2 separate regions of the Rattus norvegicus genome follow, and region 2 is linked to region 1. The links are chromatin contacts, called in public Hi-C maps. All regions are on one chromosome and are shown on one strand. Each heading gives the region's core, a stretch centred on a gene start, on an enhancer-like site or on the middle of the called end of the contact. The rest is flanking DNA. Distances are from core to core; before and after follow the strand shown.

What was found. A called contact is a pair of places that touch in the nucleus more often than the background predicts.
Region 2: a Hi-C map of mammary epithelial cells shows a contact between it and region 1, with 2.2 times the contacts expected there. The contact joins the promoter of Actn4 here to the promoter of Hnrnpl in region 1. A contact is called at or near these places in 1 of 12 Hi-C or Micro-C datasets (mammary epithelial cells) and 1 of 1 datasets of contacts at active chromatin or transcription factors (oligodendrocytes).

The regions. Positions count from the first base shown.
Region 1 is chr1:93,224,330-93,231,200 of GRCr8, forward strand. It overlaps Hnrnpl (heterogeneous nuclear ribonucleoprotein L), which reads left to right and starts at 4,072. Exons shown (of 13, transcript NM_032619.2): 1 at 4,072-4,329; 2 at 6,166-6,284; 3 at 6,756-6,871. The coding sequence starts at 4,072. All of the region lies in intron 1 of LOC103689966 (MARCKS-related protein-like), which reads left to right. It overlaps LOC134483092 (a long non-coding RNA gene), which reads right to left and starts at 3,693. Exons shown (of 2, transcript XR_010059955.1): 1 at 2,493-3,693; 2 at 680-1,290.
Region 2 is chr1:93,376,326-93,383,196 of GRCr8, forward strand. Actn4 (actinin alpha 4) reads right to left here and starts at 2,995. Exons shown (of 21, transcript NM_031675.2): 1 at 2,726-2,995. The coding sequence starts at 2,887. The region is part of intron 1 of LOC103689966 (MARCKS-related protein-like); the gene reads left to right.

The sequences.
Region 1 (6,871 bases), core at 2,822-5,321:
TTTTTTTCTTTTCTTTTTTTCGGAGCTGGGGACCGAACCCAGGGCCTTGTGCTTGCTAGGCAAGCGCTCTACCGCTGAGCTAAATCCCCAACCCCGAGGAGGAGGTTTTTAAAATATATGTTTAATTATATTTCAATATATTGAAAATCTTTATTGTATGTAATGAGTGTTTGGCCTGCATGAATACCTGTGCATGGTGTGTATGCCTCATGCTTGGGGAAGTCAGGAGAGTGTATAGAATCCCCAGGGAATTGGAATCACCATGAAGGTATTGGGAGTTGAACCCGAATCTTCCGGGAAAGCAGCCAAGGAAACTTGAGCTGCTAAGCCATCTCTCTCCAGTCTGCAAGTGTTGATTTGCTCACTGTAGTGCTGTGTATGGAAGTCTCCGTCCTGTACACAATATGCAGGAGCTCTGCCGCTTCCCAGCCTCTCACTGGAGGATCCTAGCAAGCTGTGCCACAGCCCTGGCCCTGGAAGGGTTTTATTTATGATGTTTATGTATTTGTGTGTGCATGGGTAGGGGTGGGGTTTGGGGGCGATGGTACATGTGTGGCTGTCAGGGGTGGAGTCAGTTCTCTCCATTATTACTGGGCTCTGGGGAATATAATCACATCACCAGGTTCATGGACCAAGCAGCTTGCCTGTCTGGCCAGTCACTCTGGCTGGATTACCTTGATTTGTTTGTTTGTTTGTGTTTCTTTTTTAAAAAGATTTATTTATTCTATATAAGCGCACACTTTCACTGTCTTCAGACACAGCAGAAGAGGGCATCAGATCTCATTACAGATGGTTGTAAGCCACCATGTGGTTGCTGGGATTTGAACTCAGGACCTCGGGAAGAGCAGTCAGTGTTCTTGACCTCTGAGCCATCCCTCCAGCCCTTGTTCTTGTTTCTTGAGAAGACAGGATCTCATGTGCTCAGGCTGGTCCTCGATGCATTACAATTGGAGGATGGCCTCATACTCAGTTCTCCGAGAACTGAGACTACTTCAAGAGCGGAGAAGTGAGGTGTGCTGATGGCACCCTGAAGTTCTGGCTAGGAGGCCAGGTTTCAAGGTTAGACTACATCAAGAAGCGGCTTCAGTAGCTGAGCTGGCTTTGTCCTTGTACCACTAGGGAGGATTAGCCAATTTAGCAGGCCAACAGCAAGGAGGCTCATTTCATAACCCTTTCTGTCCCACTGTGGTCCCAGCATTCGACGGGAATCCATGGCCCTCCAGGTAGCCTTTAAGGCAAAGTGTTCCAGTTTCCTGGCCTGCTTTCATTACTTCTTTCCTTGGCTATAACCTTGGGAACAAAAAGAGGGAGTTTCTGTGACAGGGCAGTTGTTGCTTGCCCACACCCGTTTCTCTCAGGCAGTATACATAATTAAGACTGTGAGGAGGCTTACAGACTAAAATGGCTAAGAGGTGCCACTGGAGTCAAAGGCAGTTGGATGAAAGGGAGCAAAGACAGAACTAGACTGGAGAGTTGCTTCAGCCGTTAAAAGCACTTGTTGCTTCTGAAGAGGGCCAGGGGTTCAATTCCCAGCACCCACACGTCAGCTCACAACCAGCGGGTGGGTAACTCCAGTCCCTGGCGATCGATCGGACCCTCTTCTGACCTCAGCAGGCAGATTTGGGTAGGTGGCGGTTTACAGGAGCTGTTAGAGTCAGATGACCTACGTGTGGACACCCCTAAGCTGTCCTTAAATTCAAAACTCCCTCCTCAGCTGCATAGCTGAACCTGAGCGTGGGGTATAACCCCTGTGCTTAGCCATGGTTCACCCTGCATCAGTTTCCATGTCAAACAGCAGCTTGTGGCATCTTAGGTCCTCTGAGCCTGCTTACCCATTTGCACAACAAACATGTCTACATTTATCTCCAAATCACTCGGCAAATGGGGGAAAGTGCCACGTAAACCACAAACCACTAGAGGACTTATTTCCCTGGGTAGGGTGGAAAGTGGGATGGAGGGTGAGCAAGAACACGGAGCCCGAACAAACACAGCCGCTCAAAGTTCTTCCCATTCTGTTCCAGACTCGGTATCTCCCTCAGTCCCCCTTTCCCCTAGTGAAAAGAGGTCGTGGTCCCTTTAAGGTCCGCCCCTCCCTCCCCCAAAACTTCCCAGTGTCTGCTCTTTTCGATCCCGGACGGCCGGCCAAGCTCGCCGCCGAGCTGGTAGGGGACAGGGCAAGGGGTCCGGGAGGGACGTGGGAGGGTGGGGGGACCAGCGGGACGCACGCCGCGCCGGCGGGAGGGCGGGGGTCAGGGTGCGGGAGCAGCGGGCACCGGCACCAGAAGCCGCCCCGAGCGCGGGTAGTGTACGAGCCGCTAGCAGTGAACACGGTCTAGCCTAGTGCGGACAGCCCGCCGGAGTGAGGGGCGTCGGGGCCCGGCAAAGGGGAGGATAGGAGACCTCCCGCTCCCCTCCCCCACTACCGCCTCTGACGTCGACGCGGGACCCCGCCCTTCTGCGGGAGCGGCCCGCCCCCCGCCCCCGCGCGTCACCTGCTGCGCCGCGGCGGCGTACCCCATCTTGGGAGTTCCTGCTTTGGAGTGTGTGTGTCCGGTGAAATTGGTGGAGGTCCATTTATATCCTCATCAGCCTCCACCGCTTCCAAACTTTTTTAATTAGGAGAATCCCTGGGTAGCCCAGGAAAGCCCCGAACTCAAGGCAGTCCTGCCCGACTCCAGAGCGCTGGAATTATAGGCTTGCAACCACCACGCCATGCTCAAAACTTCTCCCAACACACGGGGTTCCGTTCTCTGAGCTTTTACTCACATTTCAAACTTAGTCCCAAGCGGATGTCCGCTTTGGGAATGACCTGGTGGAAAGGCCACAGCACGTTTTGGGGCGGCCTGTGAATCTTAAACCGTCTGAAGACCTGTGTGTGTCTGTGTGTGGCCGGGGTAGAGATGTGCCGTGTCTGTGCTAGGCAAGCGCTCCATTGCTGAGCTACGTCGCAGAGTCTGACTCCCTAGTGTCAGTGCGTTCCCTGCTCGCTCACTTCAGGCTTCCAGGATCCTCGGAGGGAGACCAATCGCTTCAAGGCAATCTCCAAGGAGCGAGTCTAGGCCACAAAGCACTCTCGAGAACGCGGGGTGCTCAGCTGCCTCGTGCGAACCGAGTTAAACTATAAAGATCTGCCAAGGTGACTGAATTTAGGGTGAAATGACGGTGCCTGTTAGGCACCGAGTGCTTTATTAGTGAGAAGTGCTCAGATTTGGAGGTTCTCTTTTAAAAAAAAGAGTAACTTCCAGTTTAGGATAGAGTAAAGGTGAAGTAAACGTTCTAATGGGTTATAGCTGCTTTAAATTGCTGTCTTGGTCTAGAGTTGGGGAGCTTGCAAACAACAGGCACGCAAAAGATCGTCTGGGTAGTCCAGTAGTCTTATCCCTGAGAGTCACCTCTTTTACGGAGACCCCCCCCCCCCAAAGTACAGTAGCGCATGCGCCCTTTACGGGGACCGTTCCTAGATTGCGCCAGAGAGCGCCTACGGGCTCTCCTTTTTCACCAATCAGAAGCTATCAGTCATTCTATACCATCTGGCAAGAGGGTATTCTTTCCACTCTCCATTGACCAATCGAGTGGTGACGTAGGAGACGAGCACCTGCGGGACCCATTGCGGGAACTCAAGAGGGAAGGCCTTTCTTGTATCCCAGCGGAGTGGCGCGGGAAGATGGTCGCTGTGACTGGGAGACTCAAGGATTTCAGAGTGACCGATTAGCTAGGAAACCAATGAGAGCAGGAAGGAGGCGGAGCTTCGGAGGCCCACTTCCATTTGCTGTCTGTGGGAAGGCGGAGCGATCCCAAAAACCTGGCCTATTAAATCAGAGTTTATTTTAAGGAGGTGGGGCCTGACGGAATGACTGTCAGGAAGCATCCACCTATAAGGAGTGCGACTGGCGAGTGGGGGCGGTCTTTCCAATAGAACGGCGTGCGTACTATCCAATAGAAATGAGCCGTATGGAAACTTCCCCTCCCCCCAAGCTAGGGCCAGTGGCTCCCCCTATCGGGTGGGGGCGGCGAGTGACGGGCGTGTCCCTCCCCCAATGAGAGGCGGGGGGAGGCGGGTTCTGCGCCGCCATGTCGCGGAGGCTGCTGCCCCGGGCGGAGAAGCGGCGTCGGCGGCTCGAGCAGAGGCAGCAGCCGGACGAGCAGCTGAGGCGGGCGGGAGCGATGGTGAAGATGGCGGCGGCGGGCGGCGGAGGCGGCGGTGGTCGCTATTACGGCGGCGGCAACGAGGGAGGCCGAGCCCCTAAACGGCTGAAGACTGAAAACGCCGGCGACCAACACGGAGGAGGCGGCGGTGGAGGATCCGGGGCGGCGGGCGGCGGCGGCGGGGTGAGGCTGGGGCTTTAGACTCCCGGAAGGAAAGGGAAATTTCGTACTTTAAAGCTATTTATTTTTACGGGGGGGGGGGAAATCTGTGCGCACGCGCTGCAGCCCTCGCGGTTTTTGGTGGGGTGGGGGAGGGGCAGGCGTTGGGCAAACGGCGGGGTTTGCGCGAGGACAGGCACTTGCGCGTGCGCGCAATCCAAAGCGGGGCTTGAGGGGGCGGAGGAAGCGGCTGGCTCTGCAGGCACTGCAGTGCGCAGGCGCCGCGGGCCGGCATGTGGGGGGCCTAGGCACGCGGCCGGCCCGTCTCCCCCCCCCTTTTTTCTTTCTGTGTCCCTATGCGCAAGCGCGTTTCTACAACTAGCTTTAGTGAGCGGGAAGCGGGTGGGCGCAGGCCTGACCTGATGGCCTTAGTCTTAATCGCGATCGCATCCATATAGAAGTTCCCAGACCAAACTAACCTCTTCTGCTGTGTGCTTTGTAAAACGGAAGACGGTTTATGAAAGACAACTGTTTGGAAATTGAGTCAAGCTTAGAAATTTATCACTCGGTTTGCTCAGGGTTCCTGCAGAGGGGAATTTATAAACTAAATTATATATGGTCCGGTGGCCATAGACGGAGGCCATCAGCCTGTTTAGTCTTCTGAAGGTCACGATTGTCATTTCTGAATTAGGGTGCGGTCTGCATTCCTTTCAAAAGTTTTTATTAAAGTCCTCGCTGTGGTCATAGTGTCACAGGCCTTTAATTTCAGCGGTCTGGGGCCAAGGCCGGCAAAATCTCTTTGAGTTTGAGGCCAGCCTCCTCTGCATAATTAATTCCAGGCCAGGCAAGGGTATGTAGTGAGACTCCTCTACAAGCCAAACAAACAGTGCTCTCTTCTTCGGGCTGCTTCTCGTGCTGTAGGCATTTATTACCTTCTCCCTTTTGTTAAAATGTTAGATTTTTCGAGTATTTGAAGACGTTTTAGTTAGGTCTGGTATGTTAACTGCCAAGCTAGACGACTGCAGCTCATGAGGTAGGAGAGAACAGGCTTCAAAAGGTTGTTCTCTGAACATCTCAGAGATGGGTTATGTGGTGTGCTTACCCCCGTTCCCAATAATTTAAGATGAGAGATACCTCTCGTTTGGTGTTGGTGGCGTGGGGGATTTTATAGAGCCCCTTTACAAAGCAGAAAAGACACTGGGTAAATTGGGTTGAGGCTCACAAGTGATTGACAGGGCTAGGGTTAGAAGTCAAGGCTGTAGAAGACAAACCTCGACTGGAAACAGCCAGGAAGGGTGTGCCTTGTGTGGTTCACGCCTGAGAAAGAACCCACTAAGGTTCATAGGTTTCTGCCCAGTGATCTTCAGGCAGGAGCATGGGCCCAGAGTCTAGGAGGCGGAGGAGGAGGAGGAGGAGGAAGAGGAGCTGTGGTAGATCTTACAGGTTGGGATAGTTGAGTGTGGAAGACCTTAGCATAGAGAGAGTAAGACAGGAAGGGCATATTGTCCTGGAAGCCATGTGTCTGGAAACACTTGGTCTTTTGCCCTGACTGGACCTGAAGGTGACTTGTGGTTTCAGTCATTCATTAGATGACCACAGCTTGCCTAGCCAGTGCAGACACAAAGAAGCTAGAGCACATGCAGAGAGCATTCTTAAGACTAGCTCTTCCTGTGGGGGTGGCCCCTTTCTAAGCCGCCCTTCCTGCTGTACTTTGACTCGGAGTTGGATTCCAGGATGTGTCAGAGTGTGAGCTCTGGATTGCCCTACATTTAGCCTTGCTTATCACTAAGCCTTGAGGCTTTTGGTGATCAGTTGCCACTGTATTGGGGTCCCTCTTCTCACTGTGTCTATCTTTTTCAGGAGAACTACGATGACCCCCACAAAACCCCTGCCTCCCCAGTTGTTCACATCAGGGGCCTGATTGACGGGGTGGTGGAAGCCGACCTTGTGGAAGCCCTGCAAGAATTTGGACCCATCAGGTACTTCTTGATGCCAGGGTTAGAGCGCCTTAGCGTCCCTGAGTGTCACTGCTGTCTGGTTCTGAGCAGTGCGGGCTCTGTGACTGTATGACTGTATCCTGTGACTCAGTTCACTCTGGCAGTGTTTCAAGTTTTAGTTCCTTATTCCCCCATTTCTACCCCCCCCCACCCCTGTGGTTCTAGTCTCTTTATTCTCCTAGTGATTTCTGGCTGTATGACCAGACCAGGTGCTTGCTGAGAATAAATGTAATAAAACTGCTCTAGATTCCTTCTCCCACAAAGTTGCCCAGGCAGTGATTGATTAGGACTGTGATTTGCTTAGCGTGGCAGTCTCTTCTGACACAGGAGAGGGGCCAGAAGGGTAACTGGCTTGGAGTGTTGGGGGTAAGAGTTCAAGAAGACCAGGAATCGGTTCACAAGTTGACTGGTTCCTTTCCCCCAAGAGGACTAAAGCTTGTCTTCTCTCTGCAGCTATGTTGTGGTGATGCCAAAGAAGAGGCAGGCACTGGTAGAGTTTGAAGATGTGCTGGGGGCTTGTAATGCAGTAAACTACGCTGCAGACAACCAGATCTACATTGCTGGTCACC
Region 2 (6,871 bases), core at 1,745-4,244, 150 kb after region 1:
CTATGAATAAAATAAATAAATATTTAAAAAAAAACCAAAGAAAACAAAAAAAAACCTAGCCCAGTCCCTTGTCCTCCCACGATGTTCAAGACTGCCCTGTGAAACACCTGTCGCATAACCTCCTTATCTATAATGCCTCGGGTATAGGGGTATAGCGTGAAGGGCTTCCAGGTAGGACGGACATACTCTTGACTTGAGCTAACTCCTGCTTCAGCTGTTCTGGCCACAGAACTTTAGAGTGTGTGAACAAGACTATCATTCTCCCTGTGGTGGGAATATCTACATGCCTTGGAGAGGCAAGAAAAGCCTGTCATTCACCTTCACAAAAGTTGCACTGGAACATGAGAAAGGCCCAGTCATAAACAAAAAAGGAAAATTCTAGCATTCCTGTTGGGGCCTGGGTTGAGGATTCTTATAAGGAAAAAAAGCACCAACTGGTATATTCCTTTCATAACTCCTCCCCTCATGGCACCAGGAATCTTAGCCTATGCAGGATAGGGTGTAGAGGTGAAGCAATACTTTCCCCCCAAAGAACAGCGAAGTGTAAATATTTGCTGGAGTAGGTTATAAAGCAAGCACACTCGAGCAGGGCCCTTCCAGAGCTGCTGAAGCAACTTTAGAGAACATTGAGAGCCACCCTGTTCCTCGGCCTTTCCTGGCTGGGAAAGAAGGGAACCAGGAAGGAGCCGGGGAAAGTGACACAGGCAGCCATGAGGGCTCTGGTGAGTCCTGGTTCCTGTCCAGGATCTGAACACATACCAGTCTCACCATGCACCCTAAAGAGTGGCATGGAAAAAAGGGGGGACACCAGAGGTTGGTACTTGTGAAAGGAGGATGGTCCCTACTCCTGTTATACAGAGAAAAGGGACGGGGGCATAGCACTTTTCCCTAAAGATCCAAGACACTCTCAAAGTCAACGCTGTGACCCCGTTTCCTTCCAGCTTTCCAAGTCTTTTGGCAACTTTCAACCTTTTCCAATCTCACATGGCCTCGGGGAATAAATAATTGTTGAGATCCAGACTAGATCTCCCCTGCCTTTCAAAATGCACTCGTCTCTCAGCTATCATTCCTCAACTGTTTCACACACCCACTTTTAGGTTAAAAAAAGGTGTAAGATGCCATCCTTACACCACTGCTGACTTCCACCCCATTAGTGACGGCTGAGAGCATACAAGCTGACATTATGATTGAGCCAAGGTTACACCAGGTCCCACCTCAGGCTTCCCAAGTCACAGCGGCTTCTTCCACCATCGACCCTCCAGACTGGGTGCTTGGGCCCAGCCATATAGTAACTTCCCTGCCCCCCCCCCGGGGGGGGTGTCTGGGAAATGTCACCAAACCGGCTCTCTCCCATACCCTCAGGGCCCAGCTCCCAAAGTCCCAACTCCATGCACATTCTGTGGGCAGAGTCACCAAAAGCACACTTCTGATCGCCCTAAGAGCAAGGGCTTCATCCAAAAGCCAGTGCCCATCAGTAAGCTACAAATCTGGAAACCCTCGACCTCTAGAACGCGTGAAACCGCTTCTGATTTCAATTTTAAATTGCCACCCTCTTCACACACTTGTGAGCCACCCCCACGCACCCTTCTTTAGCTCTCCCTGCACATCCTCACACCCTCTCTCCCATCACTCCGAGTTTCCTTTTCAACCGCCCCGGCCTCCTCCTCGAACCTCCTCCATACCGTGGCTTCCCTTGTACACTGCCTCCACGCCCCTGAATACCAACGGGAAATACTGCTTTAGTACCCCTTCACCTATCGTCTCCATCAAAAGTACTTACCTACTCTCCCAGGACACTCATTTCTTCCTCAGGCCCTGCATTACCCAGGGCCTTTCTAATCAGACTTCCATTTTCCCAAACTAACCTCCTCCCATTATCCTCCGGCTCCTACTGTTCTCACTCTTATTGAACTATTTTCCCGTGGGCCTGGAACCTTTACTGTTTCACTGCCTCTCCCTTCTTCAAAGCCTCCCCATCAATTCTAATTGTGCCCCTTATCCTCTAACAGCAAGGCACCCTCAATAAACCTCACCCCCTTCACAGACATCTGTTCCTAGGCCCCTAACTTCTGCCCTAAACACCTACCTTCTCAGACCCCTAGTCCCATCGACCATCTTAACACCTAGCCACCTCATACTTCAAGTCCATGTAGACTCCCTGGTCCTCCCTCCCGTCTCAGGATTCCACAATCCTCTCCTTAGTGGCCCTTCTTTATCTTTCCTGATTCTTCATCTCTTCTAGAACCACCCATCCAACACACACACACACACACACACACACACACACACACACACACACACACACACAGAGACACGGCTTCCAGCAATTCCAATCTCTTCTTCAGATTCTCTGCACTCCAGACCATCTCCTCCACACAGATTCCCAAACCGCCAAATACTATCCGGGCTCACCAGTTCCCTTCCCGGACCCCATTGCTTGCCTGGGCCCTACCAATGCTTCCTTTGACCCTACAATCTCGCCTTAAAACGCAGTTCCATTTCAACCTCCCGAGTCGTCTTCTCGTTTGCCCCAGTTCCCCGTGTCTCATACCTGGCCGCCACTTCCCCCCTCCCCCTCCAGATTCCCAATTGCTTCTTTAAGCTCTGTAATCCCTCTCCGGGACTCCAAACTCGTTCCCGGACCCGCCAATTGTTTCCTAGGACCCCCTCCAGACCTCCCCTCCCCGCGCAGGACGCCATCCAGCCCGGATCACGGGCCGCGCACCTTGCGCTGCTGCTTCTCCCAGGCCGGGTCCAACAGCAGGTCCCGGTCCCAGTCATCCTCCTGGGCCATGTAGTCGCCCATGCCTCCGCCGCCGCCCGTGCCATTGCCGCCGCTGCTTGGGCCGTACTGGTACGCCTGGTTCGCCGCGTGATAGTCCACCATCCCGCCGCCTTTCGCTAGCCCGCCAGCCGGTCCGCTACCGCTCAGCTCCCGCCCCTATGTCGGAGCCTACGACTCGGCCGCCGCTTCAGCTGCTTTCAGCCCGCCCAAGACTGACGCCTGCGCAGTTCACTCGCCGCGCCTGCGCACTGCGCCGCCACCGCCACCGCCCTCCCGCGCGCGCGCACCTAAAAAGGCGAGCCCGCCCCCGGGTGCTCGGCGCCGGCGCAGAATGCACCTCCGGCCGCCCGCCCAGCGTGGGAGCCCAAGCGCTTCTCTAGCGTGAACGCGCGCGTCAACCCCCCCCCCGGGTGGGCGGGGCCCAATCATGAATGATTCATAAGGCGGGGCTCGTCATCCGGCTTTAACCTGTTTCTCGAGGTGGAATGTGTTCTCATTCAGCCATTCAGACGTAATCAAAATTTATTTGGTGACCTACTATGTACTTAACCGTGTTTTCTGTCTTAGAACTAAAGAAGTCAGAAAAAGTCCCCACCCTTTTGAAACAATATACAATAAACCTTGCACGATGGTACATAGGGGTCTCTGTTTTCAGGCCGCTAAGACTGAAAGCCTGATAACATGTTGGAGCTTGGGTTACACAGGGATACCCGTCTTAAATTAAATAATGGAGCTTAAAACTGGGCATGGTGGTGACACATACCTTAAATTCCCAACTGGAGGTGTGGACAGGATTCAAGGCCAGACTTGGCACACAGCGAGTTTGAGTCTAGCGTGGGATACATGAGGACCCTGTCTAAAAAAAAAATGAAAAAAGAAAAGGAACTCTAGAATGGACTGGATTTATAAAATCTTCAGATGGGCTTCATAGAAAAAGTAGATAGTTAGAGAAACTCTGAAAGATTCACAAAATAGACATCGAGTTAGATTAGATTGGAATAGCTAGCTAGCCGGGGAAGGCAAGGGATCTTTTTGGACTTGTCTATCTTTGTTCACTCAGCAAACACTGAGCCCCTACTATGTGCATCCACTTTCCAACTACAGACGGCATGATAAACCAGGTCAATTATCAAATGACTAAGTTTGTAAGAGAGATGGGCAACGGTAAGAAACATGGAAACCAGGCATGGTGATTTTTTTTTTCTTTTTTCTTTTTTTCGGAGCTGGGGACCGAACCCAGGGCTTTGCGGTTGCTAGGCAAACGCTCTACCACTGAGCCAAATCCCCAACCCCACATGGTGGTGTATTAACCCCAGCACTCAGGAGGCAGAAGCAGGCAGAACTCTGAGTTTGAGGCCAGCCTGGGTTGACAGAGTGAGTTCTAGGACAATCAGGAAAACTCTGTCTGAGGGAGAGAGAGGGAGAGAGAGGGAGAGAGAGGGAGAGAGAGGGAGAGAGAGGGAGAGAGAGGGAGAGAGAGGGAGAGAGAGAGAGAGAGAGAGAGAGAGAGAGAGAGAGAGAGAGAGAGAAAGAAACTCACAGGGCTTCTTAAAAAGAGGTAGTCAGCATCCACCACTCCAACAGCCTTCTTCCTGCCCTCCCACCTCTGTCTCCAGCCCCAGTTTGTTATTGTCATTTGATTTCTTTTAAATTTACATGTATGTATTGTGTGGGGCAGAGGTGCACATGTCACATGTGGAGGTCAGAGTTGATTCAGTGTTTTTACTACCTGGGATCCTAGGGGTCAGGCTCAGGTTGAGCAGCTCCACTGCAAATGGAAGCGTTTGGAGGTGTTGGTTTTGTTTTGTTTGAAACTGGGTCTTAATAAGTAGCCCAGGCCTGCCACCAACTCACTATGTAGGAGATGACCTTTGACCACGAATCTATCTCCTGCTACCTCCTGAACTCTGGTCCCTCCTTTTCTTTTGCTTTCTTTTTTTTTCCTTTCCCTCCCCTTCTCTGTCTTTTTTTCTCCTAACAGGATCACACTCTTCTACCCTGCCTAGTGTGGAACTCAGAAGAGCCATACACATCCTTAGCAGAGCACTGCTGGGTCAGACACCCGAGTCAGACCACAGCCCTCCCTGCTCAACTCTGAACCTCCTGTGTCTCCACTCTTAGAAGTCAGAAAAGCTGGAAAGGCTGCTGGGTGGGGTTGCTTTTTCCTGGTTTAAACCCGCCCTTCCTTAGTAATTTAGAAAATTTTTATTAGTTGAGACTCAATGTGATGGCTCACATACAGGTAAAGGTCCTGGTGGCCCAGGCTGACAACCATAATTCAATCCCTGAGACATGTAAGGTCAAAGGACCAACCATCTTGCAGAAGTTGTCCTCTGACTCCCACGTATGTCCTTTTACAAAAGGAAACATAATGAATCTAGATATTTAAATACAGAAAATATAATTGCACGGAAGGAATGGGATTCTGCCAGATCCAAAAGAAACTCAGGACAAACGGCTAACTGGGGTGCATATTAGCATACCAAAGGGCACGGAGGCTTCTTAGCTCCAGGATTACCTAAACTCCTCTCAGCCCTCCTCATTCCTATAATCCCGCCCTTGGGCTTACAAGCCCTTTGCCCTCTTGGCTCTTGGTTCTCTCAACCTCTGTTCTCTGCTTTCTCTCCCTCTGCTCTCTTGCTCTCCTCCCCTCCCCCTCCTCTCATGGCCTGGCTCAGTCTCCTAATCAGGTTTAGTCGACTACTTTCCCTGGGTGCTCGGGACTCTTCCAGGTGCCTCTGGCTGTGCTCTCTCTCAGACCTACAATAAAAACCTCCCCTGGTAGCACATGCCTTTAGTCCCAGCACTGGGGAGGCAGAGGCAGGTGGATTTCTGTGGTGAATTCAAGGCCAGCCTGGTGTACAGAGTGAGTTCCGGGATAGCCAAGGCTGCACAGTGAAATCCTGTTTCAAAAAAGCAAAACAAAACAAAAAGCCCTTTCTCCTCAACCTTACCCTGAGCCTGTCAGATTCAGTTTCCTTATGGCATTTCATCATCCGTGTCCTAGACTTTGATGACTATATCCACCCGTTAGCCTCCTGTCCTCCCTCTCCCTAATCCCTTCCCAAGTAATTCCCTTTTCTAATCTCCGAAAGTTTTGTTCCTCTTCCACCACTGGGATCTTGGGTTGGACCTTCACCCTGGGCCATGTTGCCTGCTACCCTCTCTTTTTGTGGAATTTTGTTTTGTTTTCCTCTGAACTGGAGGTTACAGTTAGGGCCTGCTAGGCAAGCTCTCTACCCTTTTTTTTCTTTTTTTCTTTTTTTTCTTTTTCCCGGAGCTGGAGACCAAACTCAGGGCCTTGTGCTTGCTAGGCAAGCGCTCTACCACTGAGCTAAATCCCCAACCCCTTCTACTCTACCCTTTTTTTTGATTTTGTACTTTGAGATAGAGTTTCACTATGCTGCACACTGGCCCCTGACTTGAGATGCTTCAGTTGCAGTCTCCCAAGGTTCCTGGGATTCCCTCCCCTTCCTTTCTTCCTTCCATGGTGTGTGTGTGGGGTGGGGGGGTGGAGGAGGGGTTGTCAAGACAGGTTTTCTCTATGAAGCCCTGGCAGTTCTGAAACTCACTCTGTAGACCAGGCTGGCCTCAAACTCAGAGATAAGCCTGGGCAGCCTCAGCAGTGCGGGGATTAAAGCTCTACTCCACATATTTTCTTTCAAGTGGAAATTTTATTCTTTATGCCAGCATAGCCTTCAAAATCGTAGGAGAGTATATTTAATAAAACTATGGGGGGTTGGGGATTTGGCTCAGTGGTAGAGCGCTTGCCTAGGAAGCGCAAGGCCCTGGGTTCGGTCCCCAGCTCCGAAAAAAAGAACCAAAAAAAAAAAAAAAAAAAACAATGGAAGCCCTGGGTTCTCAGTGAGACCCGGGTCCTCCACATCCAGGTCCCTATTTTCCTCTCAGCTTACCTGCCACTCTCCCTAGTGTGCTGGCCTCCTTGCTGTTCCTGCCTCCTGCCCAAATGATCCTAAGCCTCCAAGGCCTTTGCAGCGTGTTATCTGTCTGCTGTACTATCCCCACATTCCTCATCTCCATGACTCAGCCTCCTCTCCTGCAGGTTTCACTCGGCTCCAGAAGGAG